3 separate regions of the Sus scrofa genome follow, and all the other regions are linked to region 1. The links are chromatin contacts, called in public HiChIP or PLAC-seq maps. All regions are on one chromosome and are shown on one strand. Each heading gives the region's core, a stretch centred on a gene start, on an enhancer-like site or on the middle of the called end of the contact. The rest is flanking DNA. Distances are from core to core; before and after follow the strand shown.

Region 1 (3,673 bases), core at 354-2,853:
TGCGAATAAATATGCTTGAGACTTAATACAATAAGCTGGATTCTTGTTTTGCAAAGAAAAACACAGACTCCAGATTTGGAAAGGGGTAACATTAACCAAATTACTAAAACTTCCCTCCCTAGTAAAATGGCGGTGGGGGGGGGATAAAAAAAAGGAATCGGAAACTGTAAACAAACTTGGTCCTTTGCCAAGCTTGTCCTTGTTTAATAGTGACGGAAGTGAAAAGGTAAAATTAAGATGTGGGAGAACGAAGGCATTTCCAAGAGGAGGGTCCCTGGGGGAGAGGGGAACCGGGAGAAAGAGAAGAGATACGGGTGGTCACAGGCTTTGCGCCATTTTGGGTTTGACTTGAGGACTCTTGCTGCGTCTTGCAGAGGCAGCGCCTACGTGGATCAGTCAAGGAGGTCTCTCTGTTTGGGATTGATTGTACATGAGTAAGCAAAAAGCTGTCAAAGGCCAAGGAGAGTAGACGTTTGTAAAATGCCTCTGCATGGGCGTCATCAGTCTTTGCATGGGAGATGACACCACTGACCTTGTACCCACGTTGCGTGTGGTTCCTAGCATTAAAGACTGGATTTGTACAGATCCGTTCATACCCTCTTGCCTCATCTCGGGGAAGACGAGTAGGACAAATTTTCAGTAGACTTCGAGGGTTAATCTGACTGACCTTCTCTGGGCTTAAACAAGGGGCCTTGGTCTTTCAGCACAATGTTCTAATCGGTTACACGAATCAGATCAATGGTTTGCCATACACACAAGGAGAAGAAAATAACAGAGTTTGAAGAAATGTTTTTTTCCCCCCCTCGGTGATTTGTAACCACTGAAGAATGTGAAAGTTCCAATTTTCTTCATAATTGAAATCATAACAGCTGTGAGAACTTGATATTTATCAAAGATGCGAGGAGGAGCCATACGGCTTTATTTCATGGATTAAGTCTAAAAGCTGTATGTATGTTCACGAAGTCACATAATGGATTGGTAATGGTTACTAAGGATGATAATATTTATTTAGACAAGTCAGAAATACCAAGTACAAAAGATGTTTGAAGCAGAAATGGCATAGACTGTTTCACGAAGGCACAGGCTGGAATTATCTATAATTTCAGTGAATGGCATAAATTCGATGACATAAAGTTGGCCCTGGCTTTCATTTTCACGGGAAGGACAGCTTGTAAATCATCGACATGACTCATGAGTCCCGTGGATGGTGCATCCATCCAGCACCTGTTTTCTCAATCAGTCAAGTTATATTCGGATGCAAATACAAATAACCGTGGTATTATTAACCTCGGCCACCGAAATTAACCTTTCAGTACTGGGAGGATGTGCAAATTTAAGCTAGTCGGGGTCATTTCCTCCTGGTGGCATACACTTAATTAATTTAAAAAAAAAAAAAAAGTGCTATTTCTTTTTATGGAGCCTCTCAGGGGTGAATGCCATTTTCAGGTTCCGTGTTTGTGGCTTTGTGTGGGCCATAGATAGGTAAATTTTACAAAAGGCCACAGCAGATGTGACTTTGAATTGAGGTCACATGACCAACAGCAGCATGTCACCCTAACCTCACTGTGGGGAAATCCAGGCTTCTCAGTAGCCACACAGGATGTCTGATCAAAAGAGGGATTTTCCCCTCTGCTCTGGAACATACTACTTCCTTCCCCTCCATCAACTCTACCATACAAAAATCTTCTCGAAACAGTTAACGATTTTCCCTGTCGTGACTATATTGTGGAGGCTGGGGCATAGGGACTGAGGGTGGGTGTTGAAAGGCTGGGGTAGAGAAGGGACAGGAAGAACAAGACCCCCTGAGCACTCTGGTCAGCCCATCACATCTCTGGGCATACTACTTGATAGGGACCGATGAAAAAGAAATGATTGCTGGCCCATGTAGATATCAAGCATGGTTTTTGGCGTTGGAACTCAGTTCAGAGCCCAGCACTCACACTTACCAACTGTAACCAAGTGTCTCCATCTATAAAATGGACACTAGCACAAACTGAACAGGGTTGCTGTACAGTTTCAAGGAGAGAATATATAGACAATGACTATATGTCTCTCTGCTTCCATCCCCAACCCCTCCCAAGTTCCCCAAGCCTAAAAGAAACCAAACAGGTCCACACCGTGAGAAGCCCATGGTGATTCTGAATCATGTGTCATGTGCTCCATCTCCTACTTCTCTTCACCTCATACTGTGTGTCCGTAGGATGTACTACACATATTAATCACAAGCCTGTGTCTTGTGTCTTTGTTTGGCAAAAAGAGAATTGAAAGAGGAAGTGGAGGTTGCAAAGCAAGTACCTTATTGAATGAGCTTGCATCAGTGTAACTTTAGTAAAACAAGTGAGCTTTTACTGCTCAAGGGATTTTGGCCACCTATTTCTAGTCTCATTTCCAAATCTCTTGAACAAAACCAGTGGGAAAACTGGAGGAAAGATCTTCGATTTTGCCTTTCTCTGTTGCAAATCTTTTAGTATTCCCACCCCCAACTCTTAAGGTTAGATCTCCCCTAAATACGTACCATGGACAAAAACATAGACGATTTGCTCAATCCACACTCTGTCCTGGAATGTTCTCTCCGAAAAATAATTCCACTGACATTTTTTTCTTGTTGAAAAAAATTGCAGGGAGTTCCCATTGTGGCGCAGCAGAAACACATCCAACTAGTATCCATGAGGATGCGGATTCGATCCCTGGCCTCCCTTAGTGGGTTAAGGATCCAGCACTGCTGTGAACTGTGGTGTAGGCTGCAGACATGGTTCAGATCCTGTGTGGCTGTGGCTGTGGTGTAGGCCAGCAGCTGCAGCTGTAATTTGACCTCTAGCCTGGAACTTCCATACGCCGTGAGTGCGGCCCTAAAAAGACCAAAAAAAAAAAAAAAAAAAAAGAAAAAAATTGCAGCTCCCTCTGGAAGTTCAGATTCTCTGTATAATCTCAAGATCATCTCAAGCGGGTATGTCTTTATCTTTAATTCTAGGAGATATGAGTCTGCCTGGAAGACTAAACTACTAGGGCCTAAAACATAAGTAAAACTACAACTCCTAGAGGTTTTTTTTTTTATTGTTGTTTAGTTTTCTCACTCAATTTTATTATTTTAAACTTTAATCTCACCAAAACAATTTTTTTTCACCCATGAAGAAAAAAAGACAACAGTGTTTTTCAACATAAATAATAATTATCTACATATTGATGAGCAGCATCTTATGCTTTCTGCGAATAAGCCAAAGGATTTCTTTGTGCAGGGTTAATGAATAATATAGATTAGAAAACCACAAGCAATTTAATTTCTTCAATGGTAATACTTTCATTACTGTACATAGAATGAAAAATAACAAGGCCATAACTTGGCTATAATGAATTTCCCCAATGACACTTTTGTAATTTACTTTTAATGTGCCTCCATTCAGACGATTCAGAAATAAAACTTAATCATTAGTATACTAAAGATGCCATGTATCTTTTTTTTGAAGAAGTAGTTTGCTTTTTTTTTATTACTCAAATGAATTTATCACCTCTGTAGTTGTATAATGATCATAACAATCTAATTTCACAGGATTTCCATCCCACAACCCAAAAGATGCCATGTATTCTTTATCATTCTCATACTGTGATCCATTGTTATTGATTCTACATTTCCTATACCAGAAGCCAAATACCAAACAGGGAAATATATCAATAA
Region 2 (3,673 bases), core at 516-3,015, 550 kb before region 1:
GCTGGAATGAATAAAGTACTTTATTTCCTGGAGATCTCAAAACATAGTCTTTTGTTGTAGCACAGACTACAATGGTATCTTATTGTATATAAATTCCAGGTTCTCCAGGATGGCATCTAAGGATCTTCGCATTGTCTTTGCAAAAGCATGGAAAAAGGAGACCTGATGCTTGAATGAAGGTAGTTAAAAAGAAACAATAGCAGGACTTGCAGGATTGTCTTTTGAAGCAAGATTTTGGTAGGTATTCTAATTATTATTTTTTTTAATTTTTTTCTTTTTTTTCTTTTAGGCATATGGTAGTTCCCAGGCTAGGGGCAGAATCTGCGCTATAGCTGCCAGCCTACACGACATCCACAGCAACTCCAAATACTAGGCATGTCTACAACCTATGCAGAAGCTCATGGCAAGATCCTTAACTCATTGAGCAAGCCTAGGGATCTATCCTGTGTCTTTGTGGATAATAGTCAGGTTCATTACTGCTGAGCCTTGACAGTAACTCCTGTATTCTAATTCCTAACTGCCTTTTGGCAGCTCTTCCCATTTGCTTTCTTGGGCTCTTTCTTTTGGTGAATACAGTAGACTATTTGCTATTCTTTATCAAACCATGTACTTTCTTGACTCTGGACACTTGTTCTTGCTGTTCCCCCTGCCAATCATGCCATTCCCACCTCTCTTTACAAACCAAAGACCTACCTACCTTCAAAACTTAAGTCCAATGTTTTCTATTTTTTGAGCAGCTTTTTGTAATCTAAGCAAAATGATTTTTCCCCTTCCCTTTGAGCTTACTTGTAATAGAGCACTCGTCATATAAGAAAATTGTTTGTTGATGTATTTTGTTTTCTAACTCCAAAATTAGGATCCTAAGGGCAGGGGAACTAAGAGATTAGTAAATGGTTGAGAACACCAATGATGAGTGAATAGATGTACCTGTCTGAAATTAGCTCACATGCTTGTTCACAGAACTGTCTTGGGAAACACCCAGAATTATTTCAAAGGCAACAAAAGTGTCCTGGTTTGTTGGTAGGTGGGGAAATACAAGGGTTATATCAGCAAGGCTGAATGAAAAGCGTAGTCTGGATCTTCACAAGAAAGCATATTTCTTTGATTAAACACATCAATTGGCAAAAGCCCCCAATCATGGTTAAGAGTGTTATTTTGCTGAAAACTCAAATCAAGAAACACTCAAAGGAAAACAGCCATGATGGGTATCGTCCTTGAGGTGGATTTTTTTTTTTTTTCTTTTTGATTTTTAGGGCCGTACCCTTGGCATTTGGAAGTTCCCAGACTAGGGGTCGAGTCAGAGTTGCAGCCTATGCCCCAGCCACAGCAACATGGGATCCTTAACCCACTGAGCAAGGCCATGGATCAAACCCACATCCTTATGGGTACTAGTCAGGTTCATTACCACTGAGCCACAACAGGAACTCCAGTGGTGGATGATTCTTGATGGCTGTGTTGAAATTTTGGCTTAAGAGGAGAAAAATGCTAGTGGGCAAAGGAGTTAGGGGAGAGAGTTCCACGGGGAAATGCTGGGTTTTGGAAAACTCAGAGAAGAAAAGGATCCAGAGATATAGTCTTGGGAGATCTGGAACAGCAGAGATGGGCAAGTGGGACGTTTTTCATCCCCTTGGATGAGCTGAAGCACAGCTCCCCTAGAAAATTCTGATAAATTGCCACTAGATGACGCTGTTTCCTCATTAGGCAGATAGGATGTCACCAGGGTGGCCCCACTCCACAGAGGCAGGAGTGTCAGCCTCAGGGCCTAGGATCTGCTTCCAGCTCTGCTCTCTGCAGAACGAGGCCTGGAAGGAACGGACCTCTGAGGCTGGAGGGATCTTTCATTTGTAAAACAAACCAACAAACAAAATCCTGGACTGGGTCATTTCTAAGGTCTCTCCAATTACTTTTTAAATTTCTTTTTTTTTTTTTTAATTCAAACCTCAGTGACGCCTTTTATGTGAATAAACACTTTGTACAAACATATCAATTTTTATTTAACAAAATCTCATTTAGATACATAAACTCTGTACACCATGGCACACCTGTGTGGACTGGTATCCCTTCTGGGCCTAAACATTTCTCACGTTAAATCTTATTTCTGCCCTCAAAGAACTGTGGAGCTAGAAAGAATCTTAGAGGGTGCGCGTTTCTGTCCTTTAGTTTTCATATCTAATATCTAAGCATAAGCTTCTCTGGGGGGGCGGGGTAGAATCATATCTTGCCCATCGCCACCCCCTTTTAGGGGCCATAGTTCCGCAACTACGACTTGTGCTCCAGGGCTGTTCTGCCTTGCATTCTCTTATGCAGGCTATTTGATATCACATGTAGGTTTTGAAGCTCTATCAAAACGTACTTGACCACTGAATAAAATGAATGGCATGGAACACCTCTCTACTGGGTTTGAGCTACTTTTCTCGCCTACTCTTGGGACAGGATTCTACAAACAGTGCTTTGCTCTGTGTTTGGCTCAGATGGGTTCAGTTAGGTGGGGCTTAAACTCTAAGGCAAGAATATGGTGCTGGGTTGAATGCTGTAACTGTGTCTATCCCTTCCCCCCAACTCCAGAGGAAGTCCCCAACTCCAGAGGAAGTCCCCCAACTCCAGGTCTCTGCCTCGTGCTTATCCTTCCTGGAGCCCCCGTCATTTTCACGCACAGAAGGGCTGCTTTTCCTGGTGAGTCCTCAAGGTCATTGGTCTGCTGCTTCCTATAGTAATCGTAACAACAATTTATCTCCTGTAAACAAAACAGCATATCCTTAACCTACATACCACGGTTAAAATAGTATCCTAGTAGGACAAGAGTTGCTGACTGTGAAAGAAAATGGGCAAAAATAAGGGAAAAAGAAATAAGGTTTGAAAACTCAGATGTTTTATTCCATGTCTTATAGATGGCAGTGATATCTATTTCTGCCTGAAAAAGAGGATGGACTTCAATTTTGTTCTTCCATTTTCTTTATACAGCTTCATGAAGACAGTTTTTAGTAGGTATTTAAGAAAAAAGGACAAGCATGCAATGACTCCTGAATGTACTGATGACCCCCTAATGATCTCCCAGGGACCCAGAAATTCCTCTCACCAGATCAGTTCAGACCCCGTGTTCACAGTTAACAAGGTTTCATTAGGGCTGAAAAAAAAATTTGCCTTTGCTTCCAAACATGAGCTAAGCTCTGATAGGGCCCCAGCAGGGAACAGATTTCTCTTTTTATCTTTTTGCTTCCCTGGTGTGTAATCTTGTCTTTTGAAATAGTTGCAATCAGAACAAATTACCTAAAGAGTGGGGCAGGAAAAGATTTCACAGTCATTGTGGGTATTTTTTAGTTTTCTTTAACAATTGGTACCTTCCCTTAGTAATTGAAAATGAGCCAAGAAATCTGTGTGTACTTGGCAGTGTTTTTCTAAGTGTGTGGACGAGAGAGGAGGGCTTTTAAGGTGACACAGATTGCTTCAGCCAGGGCTAGGCAGCTCTGGAAAACCAGCCACCTGCCTTGTGTCCTGGTTCTCTGCCTTCACAGGGACCACAGGGAGTTTGGGGGACAGTTACTGCTAAGGTTGGAGGGGAGGCAGAGGTGGAAGGGTTGAGTGGCTAGTCCTTGGCTCATGTTTCAGAAGCAGAGTTTAGTGTGGTTAGTTCATCCCTCGCAATCCTGAAGAGAGGCTAATGAATGGTGTGCCT
Region 3 (3,673 bases), core at 686-3,185, 530 kb before region 1:
ATCTGGGCACTTGCTGTCCAGCAGTACGGTGCCTTCACGTGCTTGCAGATTATGTTTGCACTGATTGTTTCCCTGTGACTAGACACTTAATACCATCTCAACAGGGACAGAATGTAAATATGAGTGCAAGGTACAAATGAAACCTTTTCTTCTTAAGATGAAGAATTTTCAAGACATGTCATCAATTATTTCTGTGAAACACCACCACATAAAAAACTGTTTCCACAACATGATTTGAAGAAAGAGATTTATTTATAGGTTACTAGAGCTTAGGATCTGGCTGGACGATTCATCTTTTCACAACAGATTTTCAGAACACTCTGTTAAATTTTGAGTTTCTTCGCATCCACAGAGGGAGGATCCAGCCAACTTTTTTTTGGTTTGTTTTTTGGTCTTTTGTCTTTTAGGCTCATGTGCATGGCATATGGAGGTTCCCAGGCTGGGGGTTCTATCGGAGTTGCAACCACCAGCCACCACCACAGCCATAGGAACACAGGATCTAAGCCACATCTGCGAACTATACCACAGCTCACAGCAATGCCAGATCCTTAACCCACTGAGTGAGGCCAGGGGTCAAACCCATGTCCTCATTGGATACTGGTCGGGTTCGTTAACCACTGAGCCATGACGGGAACTCCAGTCAACTTTATATTTGCTTTGTAAAAGTCTCTCCATCATGCACAGCTTTTCTAGAGCATAAATCTCATAATACTTCCTATGCCTCCCGTGTAACATTAAATGAAACAATTGAAAGCAGTGTCAAGGGAAAGTAAAAAAATTGTTTAAATTCTCCTTAAAAAAAAAAAAATGGCCAAGACCAGAGCTTGTCTTGCCTGGTGTAACAACAGCCAGTGTTTTTTTTTGTGGCTTACAGTGGACTAAGCCACATATGAAGCCATTTGATCCTAGCGGCAACCCTGAGAGATTGGCACCGTTTCTTTCCCTGTTTTACAGATGAGACCTATAGGCATGGAGGTCAGGTAAAGTGCCCAAGGTCTCAACTGCTAGAAAGTGCAGTTTCAGAGTATGAACTTGGACAAGCTGGCTCCAGCGTTGGTGCTCTTGACTCTTCCCCTAGTTTCAGAGAAGTACCAGGGACAAAGCAGCTGGTTATCATGTGCCAGTTCCCTTCTACCTCTCATGTCTTGATTTATTTCTGTCCCTATCTCAGCCTTGTTGGAAATGAGAAGCAAGTTCTAGATAAAATGGGAGAATTAAAATGACACATAGTTACTCTTTGGTCAAGGGCTCTAGTGTGGGAGTGTCCTGGGGGCTGAAGGCTGGGAGAAGGTGAAGGCAGAAAACAGGAAGCTATTTAAGTCAGACATCAGCCCCCATTATGATAATAAAAGTGTGAGCCCTCTCACTTTAATATCTAATAGGCCTGCTTCTTAGCTTATCAATTTATCTCTGACTTACCTCAAAGTTCACCCTGGTGAGAGTAGGGGTGAAGGATACAATGATTAGGGGGTGGGGAAGGGGGTGGAGGGAGAGGGATGGCTAGAAGAATAGAATTGACATATGATATCAGGATAAATTCAGATCAGGTAGGTCAAGAACAGATGTGGGAGGAGTTCCTGTCGTGGCTCAGTGGTTAACGAATCCTCCTAGGAACCATGAGGTTGTGGGTTCGATCCCTGGCCTTGCTCAGTGGGTTAAGGATCCGGCGTTGCTGTGAGCTGTGGTGTAGGCTGGTGGCTACAGCTCCGATTCGACCCCTAGCCTGGGAACCTCCATATGCCGCAAGAGTGGCCCAATAAAAGGCAAAAAGCCAAAAAAAAAAAAAGAACAGATGTGGGAAATCTAGGTGGAATGGCAGAACTAAAGAAAGCCTTTTTTTTTTTTTTTTAGATTTAAGGAAGTTGGACTACCACTGATAAGACTTGAGATCATCCTCATTTTTGTAGGAGTAGAAATGTGTGAGAGAAGCACGAGGTCAGGGTGAATGTCCTGGGTGTCAGAAAGGAGAGCGAGTGGGCGACTGGCATTGATCTGGAGCCAGGCTTGCATCAGCAATCTGCTAAGGGCCAAAAGGGCTGCAGCCAGAAAGGCATTTCCTAAGACAGGGTTTTTGAACTTCGCTGTGCACCGAAGGGCCGAGAGCCAAGAGAGAAATCACCTCACCAAAATAAGGCTTCCAGATATACCCAGGCCAGTCAGTGGATATGTGAGCCTTGCACTCAGAACCCACCTCACCTGAATCCCCTTGGAAGCATAGCCAGCCCCTTTGGAAGGCCTCCTTGCCTTGTGGCTGCAGGAGTGTTCAGTTCCATCCTGGACTCTGAGTGCAAAGTAGTGGCAGGTGTGTTACTTTTTGTTACTTGCACAGCAAGAGGGGACTTCTCTGCCTCTATGTGTCCTGGACATGTTACCGGCCTCTCACCTCCCTTTATGTCAAAAAGGAAATTTTTATCACTTGCGAAGGCTATCACGTGACCTGCAAGATGGTGGCCGCCAATCTGACAAGGAGGCTTCCAAACAAGCTTAATATCATTGAGTAAAGAAAAAGAAATTGAATGTTTGTTTTATTTCTTCATTAATATCTACAATGTTTGCCTTGTGCCATTCGGGCTTTAAATAAATATACTTAGTGGTGGACATTTACGTCAGTCATTTTATATTCTCCTCAGAGGAGTTCTAGCCTATGAACGAGGCCAGAATAAAGGTCTACTTTATCTTTTTTTTTTTTCTTCCCTGACTGTCTCTGACCATTTCTGATCGCCTGAGATTTGCTATGATGTGCAAAGCCAGCTGTCAGTAATCCAGGTGTGCTTCATTTTAAGAGAAAGTCAAGGTTAGAATGTCTACCAAAGACTTGGCTTTAAAGGTATTCATGACAGTTCTGCTCCAAATAAAGCTTCTCTTTTGCTTTTGGAAACCATTGGCATGCGCTTTTCCAGGAACAAGCTTACTTGGATGCTACAGCTTGTCCTGAGGAGAGGGAGAATGTTCAGGACTTCAGAGGGCACTGGAAGGATGCCCTTTGTGGGGGCACCCTGTGGCTTAGACATAGAACCTCCACAGGTCAGCATTGTCCTCCCCAGCTTTCTGGCCAGACATTTCCATCCTGACAGGGGTGCCTCTGAGGTCTAGAATGGGAAAGAGGTGAGGTCAGCCAGAGGCCTGGTGTAGCACAAGAAACAGCCCAGCCTGGGGCTTTGGGTGTCCTGAGGACCAAACCCACCTCCACCACTGACTGACATTGGGAGCTTGGGTACCAGTTTTAACCCCTGTGAGGCTTGGTCACCTTCCTGGGCAAGTAGAACAAGTCGCACATACTTCAGTGTTGTGGCTGAGACTAAATTCTCCCCTCCCCTTCCTGTCCTCAGTTTTGCTTGGACAGCTCATGCCCAGCCTTCATCTTTGGCTGAGATGCCAACTCCTCAGAAGCCTGCTCTGAACTTGTCTGGGTAGGAATCCTCCTGTGGCAGCACCTTTGTCCTCCTTTCCCATCATAATACTTTTCATACCACATGGCATCATGTCTCTTGCCCATTAAACTGCAAGTTCTGTGAGGACAGGAAGCAGATATATGTCTCGTTTATCTGCCATGCCTCAAAGCGCCTAGTCCACTGTCAGCTCTTGATACTTGTGGAATGGAACCAAATTCATGCATTTGAAATACCTAGTGCATGTGTGGCCTGTGGTGGCCTCTTTTCTGTCCTTGCTCTTT

What was found. HiChIP or PLAC-seq counts read pairs in DNA pulled down with a chosen protein or histone mark.
Region 2: an H3K27ac HiChIP or PLAC-seq map of alveolar macrophages shows a contact between it and region 1. The contact joins two enhancer-like sites. A contact is called at or near these places in 2 of 2 datasets of contacts at active chromatin or transcription factors (alveolar macrophages and skeletal muscle).
Region 3: a contact with region 1 is called in an H3K27ac HiChIP or PLAC-seq map of alveolar macrophages. The contact joins two enhancer-like sites.

The regions. Positions count from the first base shown.
Region 1 is chr1:29,695,753-29,699,425 of Sscrofa11.1, forward strand. It overlaps a transcript of SGK1 not described here. Among named protein-coding and RNA genes, the nearest start is that of SGK1, 50 kb to the right of the region's middle. Within about 2 kb of position 1,604, at least 20 of the 83 cell types and tissues checked have an H3K27ac peak or open chromatin away from gene starts, as enhancers often do. A contact at or near this core is called in alveolar macrophages, where this site is marked.
Region 2 is chr1:29,150,431-29,154,103 of Sscrofa11.1, forward strand. No RefSeq gene overlaps it. Among named protein-coding and RNA genes, the nearest start is that of ALDH8A1, 92 kb to the left of the region's middle. Within about 2 kb of position 1,766, at least 18 of the 83 cell types and tissues checked have an H3K27ac peak or open chromatin away from gene starts, as enhancers often do. A contact at or near this core is called in alveolar macrophages, where this site is marked.
Region 3 is chr1:29,167,841-29,171,513 of Sscrofa11.1, forward strand. No RefSeq gene overlaps it. Among named protein-coding and RNA genes, the nearest start is that of ALDH8A1, 110 kb to the left of the region's middle. Within about 2 kb of position 1,936, at least 3 of the 83 cell types and tissues checked have an H3K27ac peak or open chromatin away from gene starts, as enhancers often do. A contact at or near this core is called in alveolar macrophages, where this site is marked.